2 separate regions of the Hordeum vulgare genome follow, and region 2 is linked to region 1. The links are chromatin contacts, called in public Hi-C maps. All regions are on one chromosome and are shown on one strand. The core of a region is the stretch at or near the end of the contact, and the rest is flanking DNA. Distances in the headings are between cores, read along the strand shown.

Region 1 (7,626 bases), core at 3,190-5,689:
CGGACACGCCATCGAACTCTAGATCTGACACCCTTGCACGACGATGACGACGACTGACACCCTTGCACGACGATGACGACGACATTAGAGGAGGAAAATAGAAGTGTCAGCCACCATCCACGAACCCACTAGAAGATGCGAGCTGTAACTTGTGTAGACAACCATCTACGCGTACTCCTAAACAACAAAAGCTTCCTGCTCCATCATCACGTTGGAAACAATGTCGCAACAACGGGGACAAAGCACAAAGGAAATACACACCTGATGGAGTCGCCGACACTATCCATGAAACCTAACGCCGCCGGTCTGAAGGATCGGTAAACACATGATGCCACCAACACCGAGATGCCGCCATGATGGACACCGCCGGTATGGGAATGGAGCTGAGGCAAATTTATTGGTTCGAGTGTCGCTCCCACCACCCCAATGGTGCACCATGACTTACAAATCCAAACCCTAACTATAGGCCGGAGGAATGGGCCCCCCTCCCTCCTGTCGCCAAAGCAGTAGCCGGAGGGAGAGGGGGACATTGCCCTATCCGGTTGGGACCGGTGGAAGAAGATTGCCTCCCTAGCCGTCTGGCTCGTGGCATCGGCTAGGGTTAGGAAAGATGTCGCGGCTTGCTTTGACGAGAGCAGCGTTGCACATACGTGCACACAACAGCTCCAGTCTATCTAATTCAGAAAAAACTGGATATTGGGAGGGTAGTATTTAAGGTCTTGTACAATGCAGGGTGCTTAAAGAAATAATTCTTTGAAGCACTATTGCATATTTGTAGAGGGTAGATATTTAATTAGGCATCCCTTCTATAGATATAAGCATTGATGTTTATTTTTCTAAGCATGTCTTTAAGCACCTTGTATTGTACAAGGCCTAACCATCATTTCTCACGTTTGTTTATTTTCTAACCAGTTTAAATGAAAACAAAGATAATTTGGCTATTGGCCAATTCGTTAAACACGTTGTGTGCTTATATATATAAGATAATTGATGTTTATTTTTCTAAGCATCTCTTTAAGCACCTTGCATTGTACAAAGTCTAACCATCATTTCTCACGTCTGTTTATTTTCTAACCATTTTAAAATAAAAACAAAGATAATTTGGCTATTGTCCTTGAACACCTTGTGTGCTTATATATAAGACAATTGGTTATTGACCATATCGTTGAACACATTGCATGCTTCACCGGCCGAAGAGTGTCGTGGCGCATCGGAGTTCACCGTCATGGTCGGAGGAGGAGCCAACGAAGGGAGCGCGACATGACTCTCGAGATGAAGTGGGAGGTTTGGTGACTTTGACCACGAGCTTCGGCTCGTCGACAAGAGATGGTTGTGGTGGGAGGAGGCAAGGGAAATGATATATGCGGCTAGGGGCCCTGTTGAATGAGCAGGGACATTGACGCGACCTCTCATCGGAGCCTGCGGCGTAGCGGGAGATGTCGTCAACAACAACTTTAGTGGTGTGGGAGGTGGCGATTGGTGAAGAAAACTTCTCCTAGTTTTTTTTAATTGAAAATTAGGGGACCTGGAGGGGTTTTTTTATGTCGAAAATGTTATGTAAACTAATTGTGATGGGTTGGAGGGTTACCCCTACTATTAAATGAGAGTTTGTAAGTTCGCCTCACCTACTCCTATTTTTCCTTCCAACACCCCTTTTTTATTTTCTGTTAAATTATTTGATAATCTCGATTGATGTCATACAAAATAAAAACCAACATAAATAGGAGTAAATTGGAATAATCGAAACCAAAATGTACTTTCACAAGCCATCCTTGTTGCATTAACTCAATCAAATCAAACCTTATCAAAATCTCAACTGAACGGAATTTTTGTTGCCTTCTCTAGCCATATTCCGTGGGTTTGTTGGATACAACTAGGGAGGAGCCGTAATAGATAACTCAATACTTAACATCCTCATACACCTGAAAAATTGATGGTAATGGGATGGCCAACCCCCACGACAAAGATCATAAAAAATAACTACCTACACAAGATTAAAAATATAGATGTTGGACAAATACACCGGTCTAAAAGAAGGGCAGATTCTAGTGGCAATTTGTTTGACATGTAAGAAATAAATAACCAAATAAATAGATGAGCAGTCATTTAAGCACACTTATTCATGCCTTGCATGCTTTGGTTCTTATAAGAAACAATCATGATAGCTGATAATGAAAGAATTTCTAGTTTGACTGAAACACATGGTTGTTTCCTCATAACTCTCAACGAATATTTTGTTGTGTGCTATGTAGTTGTTTGATATGAGCAAACTAAGTTTGATTAAAGAAAATAAACATCTATATACTTATTTAGAAGCCTAAAAGTAATACGAGATATTCAATATGTGCATGGATAGTGGACAATATCAACAACACATAACTTTTCTAACTAATGCAATTTGTTTGTAAATCAGAACTTGAAATATGTTGAAGAGAGAGAAAAGGGCTAATGCATGATGGAAGAATAGAACTATATACAATATTTTCTATAAGTGCCCGACCATGAACAAGCGCAACCTCTCTAAATCTTCTTCAGATGGTTACACAACCATATCAATGAAAGCTTCAACAACACAACTTATTGATAGATGTGGTAATTCATCGGAAATGTAATTCGGCTCCCGGGAGCACGTGCTCCTGCCTGTGAAAATGATTTTTGAAATGTCAAAAAAAACCAAATGAAACACCAAATATTACCCCGAAATGTCATTTCAAATTTGTTTTTTTCACCGACAAAACTTTACTGCTTCGTTTTGCACGAAAATTGTCAGGCATGCTTATGACACTAACAAGAACACCCATAAAACAATTCAGAATTTTTGAAAACATTTTGGTACATTTTTTTGCTTCATATGTAGTAAGCAGTGAAATCTTTTAAAAGACTTATATTTAGTAACGGAGAGAGTACATATGCATGGTAAGACTAAAACTTGGGCCACAAAATATTTGACATATACCTGTCTAGAACTGGAATGGAAGTAAGTATGCATATAGTGATAGATGAGGCCACCACAATTTCTACACTTCAAATATCCATAAAAATACAACGAAATGATATATAGTACAAAAAGTAGTAGATAGTAATGACATAGTGGAGAGTGTAGTATTCAACATTTTCTATGAGGGATGCAAAACAAAACATAGGTTGTGTTCACAAGGGTGAACATGTTTGCATCATAGACATTACTGTACAACTGGTCGAAACATAAGTACCCAAATTACACCCCTGAGGCCCAAAATCACTTGCCCAATACTATGAACGATTAAAGCAACCAATGGTTGAAAAAGCGATAAGGAAGACCACATCTTTGTTCGAATGCCTGAATCTAGGCCATCGAAATGGAGAGCCAAGGATTGTCTATGGAGACACCCTACTTGGATTATTTTTGAAACTTTAAGTCACTTTTTATGCTAATCTCTCATAAGCACTCTCTCTTGACATGAAGCTAAGACACCTATATATGGGAAAAGAAGAAACGGGTCTCAAAGACAACTTGACACCATTGTTAACATGCCTTATAGTGTATGCTTCCTACACATATATATATATATTTAAAGAAAGTGACCTCCCTTCTGGCCCATTTTTATAGATGAATCAACAAAAGAGAAACAAAAAACTTAACAACCAACGCCAACGCAAATTGCCCAGACAACCAAACGGATGTCTGTTCTCAGTAGCGGTTCTAGAATTAACCCACGTCTCAGACAGGCTGCACAATTACAATGTAATAAAGTGTGCTACAAAATACATTTTGCTATAGTCAACAAAGCAAATCATCATCACGTCCTAGGCCGAGGCGCTGCCTGCCTGGGCCTGGATCCGCCTATGTCTGTTCTTACACAAATATGTTGTACATATCCTTAATATAACAGTATTACTATATATATATGATATCTAAGAAAGTAAATCATCCTTATGTACGCACATACGCACGTACAAAAATCCTACCTGTATGAGCATCTCCGAGAGACTGAAACGATATATCACTTATAGATTGACAAAGTTGTCACAAACACCTTCATAGTTGACATGAACATCTCCTTCCATCGAACACACGTCGTCGAAAGGTCTGAAATAAATTTTAAAAAATATCGAACACCGGGTTCTCAAATCTAAAACTTAGACTCTTGTGGACAATAGATGTCCTACTAAAGATTGGTTCGCAATAGGTCGAATAATGCCAAGTCACATAATTAAGCACGACGGGTCGTGGTTTTGTTTCGAAAGAAAATTAAACCATGTTTCTTCATCAATCTAAAAAAACCGTGGTGTTATTTTTTCTTCCGTAATTTACTCTCGCCGGAGCACGCAATATCTTCTGCGCGGGTCCACGTGCAGAGCCCGGGCGAGCCACCACCGCACGTCCAGCGGCTCGCGATAGCGACAGTAGATGCGTCAGCGCATTCCTTTTTAGCTGGAAAGTATGGCTTTGGCACATACACATTCCAACCCGTACAAAAATAAGCGGCATTTCCTATTTTTAAGACCTCTCTTCCTTCCCTTGCGCACCAACAGCCCCTCCTCCGACGGCGGCGAAGCCGGCGAATCGGCGTCCTCCCCCCCTCCACGACGCGCGCGCAATCCGAGGTGAGCTCCTCGTCAGGTTCTGCGTTCGCCTCGCCATTTGTAGCCCGCTGGGTCTGCTCTCCGGTCCGCCCCAAAGTAAGCAAATCTTGTAGTTTGATGGGTCGGCCGACGGGGATGTTCGGAGATAATGTTTGGCAGATGAATCTGACCCGGTAGCTCGGTCGATTTCTGGGCCAAGAACGGAACCATCCGAAACCCCGCTTGTGCGGATCCGTTGAGTTTCCAGGATTGTTCTCTGGAATCCGCCGGAATCTGTCTGCCGGAGACTGAATTTCGGATGCTTCTCGTGTTCAGTCTTCAAGGCGGGTGTTCTTTTTCCGAGTACGTAATTTTTTGGTTGGGCTGCAAGCTGGTGGTCGATCCCACCAGATAAGAAACCTATCCCAACGGAGAGGGCGGGGCGGATTCAGTGAGGTGGGCAGGCAAATTCCGACGTTTTGGTGCCACGATAAAGTTTCGGGAAGGTTGATTCATGAAGTTTTACTGAATAAGGCGGACATTCAGGGTCAATATTTTCGATAAAAGAAAGATTAGAAATGTGCTCTGTTATCAGTTTAAGCAGGAACGGAAATGTAGTAGGAGACTTGGACGAACCTGTGGTTTCTAGGTGGTTTACAGAACAACTAGTGGTTACACGAAACATGCATATGATATTTTCCTAAATGCTACGGCATGTATGGGTTCTGATTTCTGAACATATGAATGTGATTCTGGTCTCAACACTGACTCGCAAATTCTGAACTGGTCCTAGTTTTGCGCTGTCTTCACAGACCGCCTTCAAGAGGATAAGATGTTGTGGCGCACGATCCGCAGTATGGAGGTCATGGCACACTCTTCTAACTTCCTTCTTCCGAAACTGCATCAGCCTGCCAAGACTCCAGCAAACAACTATACTCTGGTTGTTCTCAACCAGCAGCTTCCACGGTTCATGCCTCGCCTCTGGGCTCAAGGTACCTAGCTCTAGATTCTTTCTTCTCTGTATATTCTGCTCATGGCATGTATCTTTAAAATTCTTTCTTCAAATTTAATTTAGAGCAGCAAAGATGAGAATATGTGCTGATGGTGGAGCCAATCGTGTTTTTGACGAGATGTCTCAAATGAAAAATGACCTGGACAGAAATAGGTTAGCTGCTTTCTTTCCTCCTTTTATATCAAAGGCTCAACTAATGTGAAACATTTTCATGCAATTCCAGTCATGGTTCGAATTAGTTGGTTATAGATGTGAGTCACAAATGCTAAGGAGTTGAATGACTGCCAAAACCTACAGTAGCTGCATTTCTATATATTTTATTTTTCAAATTCTCACTTGAAATGAGAGGTACATGGTACTTTCAAGCTGGAGGTAGAGTTTGTCCAAATAGATCTGTAGCAGCCTGTTGTTGTTCTTTGGGTTTGGATTGCGAGTGAGGGAGGGCCGGGCCGGCAAAATCCAGGGCCCTGTGCGAAACTAAAAGATGGGGCCCTACCTAAAAAAATGAAATAACGAGCTATTATAATGTATATATATCCCGCAGAAAAAATTATAATGTATATAATATAATGTGTTACATAACAATTAGACATAAAAAAATTATAACGTATATAATATAGTGTCTTACATAACAATGGAAGATCACGCGTCAATGTTTGGCAATTAGACGAACCATCTAACTCGCCTTGTTTTGGGTCCTGTCCGATAGAATCGCTACACTATGATATTTAATTGAGGAGGTAAGAATCAATCTCTAACGAAATAATTATCCCTGTTAATAGTTAATTAAAAATTAAAAATTCAGAGTAGAAACCGAAGTTAATCAAACAGAAGGACTTGATAAGCACCTGGACGAGGGACGAGGCGAGGAGCAGGCCGAGGACGCCAAGGCCGGCTGCTTGCCGAGATGAGGGCGCGGGCGACGTGAGGGACGATTCTTCGGTTTGTGTAGCCACGATCGATTGACGATACAAGAGTTCCAGTCGCCCGTTCCCTATCTGTAGTTTTTTTTAAGGAATCCCGACCTGACTCCTTGTAGCGATAGATGAGGAGTGCGCTCGCTGCTCGGTCGATGGTCTCCAGCCCAACTCCAATGCCACAAGGCCCAATAACGCTTGGTTTTCTTCCTTTTAATACAAGGCTGATATAAAATTTTTGGGGTCCTACAGAATTTTGGGCCCTGTGCGGGCAGCAATTCTGGCACCACTATGGGCCCGGCCCTGGAGTGAGGCACCATCTCCTCTCTAGTGATCTGTACAGTGTTAATAAGGTTGCCATAACATAAGCTGTGCGCGCGCCCAATGGCAACCTCTGGTGGCTCACCACGGTCTACGGGCCCCAAAGCGACCCGGACAAACTGCTGTTCCTTCAAGAGCTGCGTGACATTCGCGATACCAGCCCAGGCCCATGGATGTTGTGTGGGGACTTCAACTTGATATGTCGTGCCTCGGACAAAAGCTCGGGTAACGTGAACCACCGCATGATGGGTAGATTCCGCCGCGTCATCAACGACCTTGCCCTCAAGGAGGTTTACCTCAATGGGCGTCGCTTCACGTGGTCCAACGAGCAATCCCCTCCCATGCTCGTGCGCCTTGACCGGGTGCTCTGCACCGCAGACTGGGAGGACAGTCATGGCGAGTGTCACCTCCGCTGCCTGGCATCCGTTGTCTCCGACCACTGCCCTCTGCTTTTGGACTGCTCGCCCATGCCATCAGCTCACAAACGCTTCCACTTCGAGGAGTTTTGGATGCGTCTCGACGGCTTCCACGACACGGTAGCCGCGGCCTGGGGCTCGGTGTCCGACCTAGACCCTTTCAGGCGGCTGGTCCGGCGCCTGCAGGCTACGGGCCGCGCCCTCAAGAGCTGGAGCGCCAAGTCCACGGGTAACATCAGGGACAAGCTTGCCATCTCCCGCGAGCTCATCCTGCGCTTCGACCAAGCCATGGAGACCCGCACGCTCTCCCCCCCCGGAGGATTGGCTGCGCAAGCAGACCAAGCTATCCTACCTGGGCTTGGCTTCGCTTGAGCGCACGATTGCCCGACAGCGTGCTCGCATCTCCTCCCTCTCG
Region 2 (7,626 bases), core at 3,473-5,972, 350 kb before region 1:
CTGGTGCACGTCCCGGTACCCGTAGCGCACGATGCAGCGGTACGAGCGGTGGCCCGCCGGGCCGACGCGGCCGACGAGGTAGCGCTCGGCGGGGAGCACCCGGGGCACGGGCACGGACTTGACGCAGACGAAGACGAGCACGCGGTGGAACGCGGGGAGGTTGGTGACGAAGCGCGAGAAGTTGGCGGGCACGCCGGAGGTGAGGTCGGTGTAGACCAGGCCGATGCCGGGGACGCGGACCATGCCCAGCCTGTCGCAGAGCGCGAGGAGCCACTCCATGGTGACCTTGTTGTGGAGGTCGAACTCGTACTTCTTGACGGTGGTGTGGTGCCACACGAACATGACGGCGACGAGGATGAGCGCGAGGAGGAGCGGCACCCACGCGCCGTCGAGGAACTTCGTGAGCGACGCCGAGAAGTAGAGCGCCTCGATGGAGCCGAAGAAGACGAAGAAGGCAAGCGCCAGCGCCGGCGGCCGCTGCCAGCAGAGCATCATCACAAGCGAGGTCAGGCACGTGGTCACCAGCATCACGGTGATCACTGCCAGCCCGGACGCGTTCCCCATGTGCTTGGTGTCGCGGAAGCCCACGGTGACGGCAATGCAGAGCACCATGAGCATCCAGTTGATCTCCGGGATGTAGATCTGGCCATGGACCTTGGCCGACGTGTGCACGACCTTCACCCGCGGGAAGCAGCTGAGGGCCTGGCTCTGGTTGATGATGGAGAATGTTCCGCTGATGATCGCTTGGCTTCCCACCACCGACGCCATGATCGCCAGCACCAGCACTGGCCATCTCACAGCCTCTGCATATAATAAATTTTGGTGTCCAACTAGTGTCTGATTACTGAATAAAATGGTAAATGCAGCACAGTGCAAGTTTTTCACAGATACTGTGCCACTGCAAGAATCATCAGCTAGCATTAGTGCTGGCAATCTACTAACCCATGTAAGCTCTAGGTCGGTTTTCACCCAGTTTATAATTAACTAATCAGGAAATTATCTTCTTTTTTAAAATTAATTGATGAGGCAAAAAAATTGGCTCCGTTTGAACAAAGTAAGCACTATGTACCTGGAACTGAGATGTAGTATCCAATTTGGTAGCTCGAGTCGAAGTTATGGTGTCTGGTTAAATAGGCAGCTTGACCCATGTATCCTAAGATCAGTGCAGGATATACCAAAGAAGTGAAAGCAAGCTGCAAAACAAGGAACAGAGTCAAACAATTTGCCCAAACAGCATGATGAGTTGAGCAAAAATAACATAGCAACTGAACTAGTTGCTGAAATTAAGTAGTACCTGGATTGCACTGTAGGAGAAGTGGCCAAGGTCTGCAAACATTGCTTCAGATCCTGGAATGGAGCAAACATGTCAGACTGTTCATTTATGGAAATTCCCCTGAGTAATCTTGGTAAGAAGCTGTGTTAACTATTCTTGCAAAGTTAAGGGTTCATGCTGAACTTTACCTGTCATGCAGAGCACAATCCCTCCCAGGGACATCCAACCAGACTTCTTGGTCTTCCTCAAGAATTTGAGCATGTACATGGGATTGAGTGCCATGTAAACCTGAGGGTTCCAGTAGATGATATTGTACACGCCGAGCGCACTCATGCAGATCAGCCAGGCTAGAATTATCGGAGCGAAGAGAAACCCGACACGGTGTGTGCCGTAATGCTGGAGAGCAAACAGGAACACTATTATGGCACAGGTTATCGGAGTGACGGCATCTGCATGAAAACAACCAAAAGAAGAAGAAGAAATGAGCATGGCAGAACAAGTGAAGTATCAAGGTAAAACAGGCGACAGAGAACTAGCACAGGTTATCGTAACTAGTGAGAACTTATCAGTTTTGCTGGTTATACTCAAGAGTTTTGCATCATTCTAACTAGCAGAGGCCAGAGGAGCCAAGAATTTGCCAACTTTGCTACGCATCATTATATATGAAGTAGCACCATATCAATTATCAGTAAAATCACTAGTAGTGTTTACTTATTATATGAGCGATTGTTCAGTACTCTGTTCATTGGTTGCAGACAACACCAGCAAAATCTTGAAACGCAAAAAAACAAATTAGCTGTTGAGAATCGAGGGGAGGCTCACATTCATGCTGATGCTTGGACAAGGAGAGCTCAAGCCCAGAAACAGCCGAGAACACTGCATTTGCAACAGACAAAAATCGACGGCAGTAAGCAAGCAAGTAACTGCTCCTCACTCCCTGAGCCTGACTGAAGAGCCAACCGAACAAAAAGGCCAGAAAAGAAATGACATACCGGAGATGACGGGGGTGAGGACGCCGTCGCCGATGACCATGCAGGTGCCAATCATGACCATGACGAGCAGGGCGGTTTTGAGGCTCCTGTGGCCCTCGAGCCATCGCCTGACGCGGGAGCCGTGGGCGACCTCCTCCGGCGGGCGCTCGAGGCTGTAGGTGGAGAGCTCCTCGTCGGCGAGCTGGCGGTTGGGGAGCAGGCTGACGTTGGCGTGCCTGCAGATGAGGGAGTAGAGCGCGAAGGTGCCGCCCTCGCCGTTGTCGTGGGCGCGGAGCACGATGGAGACGTACTTGATGAGCGGGACGAGGGTGAGCGTCCAGAAGACGAAGGAGAGGACGCCGAGGATCTCGTCGTTGGAGTCGGTGTGCGTGATGTCGTCGGCGAAGGTGCTCTTGTAGACGTAGAGCGGAGAGATGCTCAGGTCCCCGTACACCACCCCCAGGCTCTGGTACGCCAGCAACATCGTCGTCCGCCATGTCTCCCGCTGCACCCAATTTGCAGCAGCTTCAGCATTCATCCATGTTCCTCCTATCCTGCCTTGCTTAGTATTTTGATTTGAATTGGGGAATCTATGGCTCACCTTTCCTGGCTCCATGGCTGCTGCGCTCCCGAGCTCGGGCAGGATCCGTTGGCCGTCGGCGAGGTAACAGCTACGCTCCTATGAATTCCTTCTGCCAGCTTCGAGAACAGAGCACATCAAGGTAAAAGCAGCACTGTTATTTGTCGAACGGATTGAGCCACCCGCCGAGAGCAAGATTGGCACGCACGCAGACGAAAGACACCTCGAAAGAAGCGGGGGCTGGCAATGACGGGATACGGCACTATACTATACTATTGGAGCATACGGAGGAATCAAGGTTAGTGTTTTTTGAAGGGGGGAAGAAGGGGACGAAGAGATCGAGGAAGAAGATAGACAGGGGAGGAGGAGAAGAATGAAGAAAAGGCATAGTCCTAGTCCATACATATCCGAGGAGAACAAAACATGGTGGGCATCACCGAGTGGATTGCGGAGACGTGTCACGTGTGGTGGGGGCCCATCCACCTACAACCTCCACGATACTCCCAACTAGTGCGCGGTCCAGTCCTCTCCTCTCCTCTCCTCTCCCTGGCTGCCTCAAAGAGATGGTAGCAGTACTCAACTCAACTCACTCGTTCAGACAAAGCGAGGCATACTAAAATCCATGGATATGGTGGACAGGCAATGGCTCTGTGCATGATGTGTGTGCAGACACGGACGGACGGACCAAGCTTTTGGCCGGGTACCACAAGGTGCAAATGGTGTGGAGGCGGCCGTGTGTGGGTGGGGCACTCTGCCGACTCCTACGACCCTATCATTATCATCATCAAGCTTTAGCTTTCGGGGGAGCGGACCAGGGACAGCCTCCCCTAGATCGCTGCTGCCGGCGCCCCGCGTTAATGGCGGGACATCTTTCTTGGCTAAAATTCTAGCCTTTTCTCCCTTTCACCTTTGCCGCAAAGTGATGCCAACGATTGGAGATGCCTCGATGAAAAAGATCGGTGTCTGGTCTGGCGGTAGACGGATCTTGAAGGTTTGGCGGGGGTTGATTGGTCCGAGATCGGCGAGCGGGCCGATGACAACTAATCGGCACCAGCAACCACGAGTACGAATGGATGATGAGTGACGGCAATAGATTTGCTGAAGATGGTGTTTCTTTATCATGGACTAGATTAAAAAGTCTTTTTTAGTCCCTAGATAAAGAAAATAGGAGGGACTTTTTTTTAAGAGACTACAAAAAGACTTTATTGAATAAACTTTTTTCTTTAGTCCCTAAAAGTCCCTCCTGTTTATTTCACATGGGACTAAAAGAGACTTTTTTTAGTCCCTACATCAAAAAGTTCCTATAAAAAAACACCCCCAAAGACTAAAAAATTCTAGTCCGTGGGAAAGAAACACCACCCAAGTTCCATAGCACCACTTTCTCTACATCTAAGGCTGTCTACTACCGTCTACTACCTTTGTGTGAGCTAGGGGAGGTGGAAGAGGCACAAGAATCTTGGCATTCTTCTTCCTGTTATTAATGCAGGGAGACGATAGATCGATCTATCCGATCGTTTCTTTATGGTGGTGCAGGGGAATCGAAAGGAGAGAGATCCTTATCTTATCTTGCAAGGGAAGGGAGCACGATGCCCAAACAGATAGCATTTTTTTTCCGGTAGTATTGGGAGGGTAAATTTCTCTGGTATACTGACCTTCTGTTGCAGCGAGCTGGCGATGGAATGATGATGGAAATCGCCGGAGGATCGAGTGGAAGAATTCTTCTTGTCCCTGCACCCGGCTGAAGCCACAAGTGTTGTGATATTCTTCTAACGATCTGGGATCCGCCCAGCATAAAATATGGTACACGGATGGGCTATGATCATCTGATGTGTGTGCAACAGAGGGCGCTGGAACGGCCGGCCATGATCGCAGCGCACGCAGGTTTGTGAGATGATAAAGAAATGGCGCGGCGAGTAGCGCGAACACATGGGGCTATCTCCTCGTGGATCTCGCAATCGCAGCGCCACATAGTCCATCACGGGCCACCCCCGCGCCACATGATTGAGATCGAGGCGAATCGTCACCGTCACTCACACCCGGAGTAATACATTATTATTGGATCGTACTACTCTAAATGAGTAGTAAATCGAGACGGTAGTGAATAACATTGGCGAATACACTACTTCCTTATAAATGTCTCAACTTTGTAGCATACTATTTCTCTAGTATAAATTTGTATTAAGATTGAGACAGTTATTTTGATACGAAGAAAATACTACTAGTAAATAAACGAGTACAGTAAGATGAGATGACAAGGTCGTCCGTTCCCTCCAAGGAACTGAGTTTGGCGCCGTCGCGGGCCCTCCACCGACGCGGCGGCACCCCGCATGGGACGGTAAGTTGACGTCGCCGCCCCGCCGCCGCATCAGTCGTAACGCCACACTGCTGGTGCTGCTGCCGCTGCCGCTGCCGCTGTCCGCATCGCCCTCGGCGCCATCGATGCACCTGTTGGCCGCATACAGCGTGCCGTGCCGTGTCGGGATGCGACGGAGACGCGAGCGTGCCGTGGCTGCTCAAGTCCGGGGCCGCGATCGGCGTGGGTTCCCTCGTTCCTGCAGCGGCTCCTCGCGGTGGGACGCGCCGGCTGCTCTGCTCTGCAGTGCCGCCAACGGTGACCGCGACGGACAAGGACGGTTTCCCGGTCGCCGGGTAGTCCCCGGGTTTTCCGGTTTATTACGGTGCCCGTGACAATGATTGGCCGGGTGCTGAGTGCTGACTGCTGACTGGTTGGCAATTTGGCACTGGCATCAAGCGGTGTCTCACGTGGCGGAATAGGCTGCGGCTGGGACCTGCATCTGCATGTGCTTTTGGGAATGCATGCACGCCGATGGGAATTGGGATGTTGCTTTCGGCCGCTGCTGCACGGGCGGCGGCAGTGCAAAGGCACCGAAGCATGTGCTTGTCCGCATGTCTGGTGCATGCATCTCAGGTCTTTGCGATTTGGCCTGCTATTTTTTTCCCGAATCGATTTGGCCTGCTCTGTTCACGTGTCAAATAGAGCAATTCTAGCCGACCCAGTTGGAGAAGAAACACAGTTTCGATTTTCTTCTATGACCGACACCTAGCTGAAGCCCGAAAATCATTACAGGAGTAAAAGAAATACTCTGAACGGCGTGCGACACTTATACTTATAGCATCTCTAGTAGAACCCTCAAACCCCCAAACCCTTAAAAATAACTGCTTTTTTACAGTTTTCGTCCGAAAAACGGCGTAGACTAGAACCCTTAAATCCTTAAACCCGTAAATATTTTTAGAGGTCCAACCCTCAAACTAGTTTTGAGCCTGTAGAAGTGAGGGTTGGGAGGAGAAACTCCTCCCAACCCGCACTCCACCTCAGCTCCAGCGCGGGAGGGATTTTCATCCCGCTTCCGTCTCCAACCGCCGCCTCCTCGCGCCCGCCTCGCCGCCATGGAGGGCCCCGCCGCCGCCGCCTCCTCGCCGGCCGCCGCGCACGCCCCGGCTGCCCCCGCCCTCGCCCCTGCCGGCCCCGCGCCCGCCCCGGCCGGCCCCGCGCCCACCGCCGCGCCGCCCCGTCCGCAGCGCCGCCGCGCCCCCGCCGGCCGCCGCGCACGCCCCGGCTGCCCGCGCCCTCGCCCCTGCCGGCCCCGCGCCCGCCCCGACCGGCCCCGCGCCCACCGCCGCGCCGCCCCGCCCCGCGCCGCCCCGTCCGCAGCGCCGCCGCGCACGCCCCGGCTGCCCGCACCCTCGCCCCTGTCGGCCCCGCGCCCGCCCCGGCCGGCCCCGCGCCCACCGCCGCGCCGCCCCGTCCGCCGACCGGCCCTCCGCAGCCCCGGCCTCCCCTCCGCTGCCTAGAAGGTTCGAAAGTTATGTTAAATTCCAGTCATTGTTCAGAGATTGTTGTGTTCCTTTTTCTGTGAGCATGCGACATTGTTCATTCTATCAGTATTTGGTGTTAAGTTATATCTGTCTTATTCTATCATGTTCATTCTCTTTCGAATCCTAATTTTGATTTGTGTTTTTTTGCTTTTGATTTGTGTGGATCTAGCGGTTTGTAGTGATAGATTATGTCTCTTGTTCTTAGGGAGTGCTGTAGAAATTTTCTGCACTAGTATTGCTCTGTCATGGATTTGTGTTGGTGCTCTGTCATGAATAGACGCTGCAGGCGCCGGTCCAGTATTCAGTTTTGTAGGTGCATTAGTGGTGGGATTTGGGGTTGGGATCTGGACTCTGATTGATCTCTGAATTTATGAATGTATTCTCTTGTTGATCTCTGAATTTATGAATGTATAATAGACCTATAATGTGGAAGAGAAGCTTAGTTTTTCTGTCTCTAGAGTTCCATATTTTTGGAGTCTAACAGGCAACAACCAAAGTATCTATTGAATTTTATCTGAAGAACATTCTGTAATCATATATCTAATGAAGCTTGGACTAGATAATAGTATACTGAGTTTGCAAGATAAAATAAGGCTGATATGCTTGGCATGAATAGAACTGATGTGAAGTAGAATGGTATACATCTTCATTTCTGAATATGTTTCCTATCAGAGTTTTAAGGGTTGGGGTTGGGGCAAAGACTAGAACCCTCAAACCCAACCCTTATTCCTCCTCTCACGGCGTTGACGCTTTCTCCTCACGCGCCCACCTATCCGGCTTCCCTATAGTCCTACCGCCGCCACTGCCACAATGGCAGTACATCGGCGTGCGACGGTGGAATTGGGGAACGTGGGTGTTCTAAATAACCGAATAGCAAAACGTCTGTCGTACAAGCAGTACACGACCGATGTGATGGAGGTCGTCAAACTCTGTAGATGTGACTTTCTTTTTTAGAAAAATTTGTA

The links. Hi-C and Micro-C count contacts between places; a contact is called where the count stands out from the background.
Region 2: a contact with region 1 is called in a Hi-C map of seedling, with 3 times the contacts expected there. The contact joins the promoter of LOC123424718 here to the promoter of LOC123424715 in region 1. A contact is called at or near these places in 1 of 6 Hi-C or Micro-C datasets (seedling) and 1 of 1 datasets of contacts at active chromatin or transcription factors (embryo).

What each region holds. Positions count from the first base shown.
Region 1 is chr2H:40,183,958-40,191,583 of MorexV3_pseudomolecules_assembly, reverse strand. It overlaps LOC123424715 (thiamine pyrophosphokinase 2), which reads left to right and starts at 4,439. Exons shown (of 7, transcript XM_045108384.1): 1 at 4,439-4,587; 2 at 5,358-5,537; 3 at 5,626-5,710. The coding sequence starts at 5,378.
Region 2 is chr2H:40,534,087-40,541,712 of MorexV3_pseudomolecules_assembly, reverse strand. LOC123424718 (probable potassium transporter 9) reads right to left here and starts at 4,722. Exons shown (of 8, transcript XM_045108388.1): 1 at 4,477-4,722; 2 at 2,846-2,943; 3 at 2,266-2,749; 4 at 2,096-2,149; 5 at 1,462-1,722; 6 at 1,295-1,347; 7 at 1,070-1,193; 8 at 1-803. The coding sequence starts at 2,860.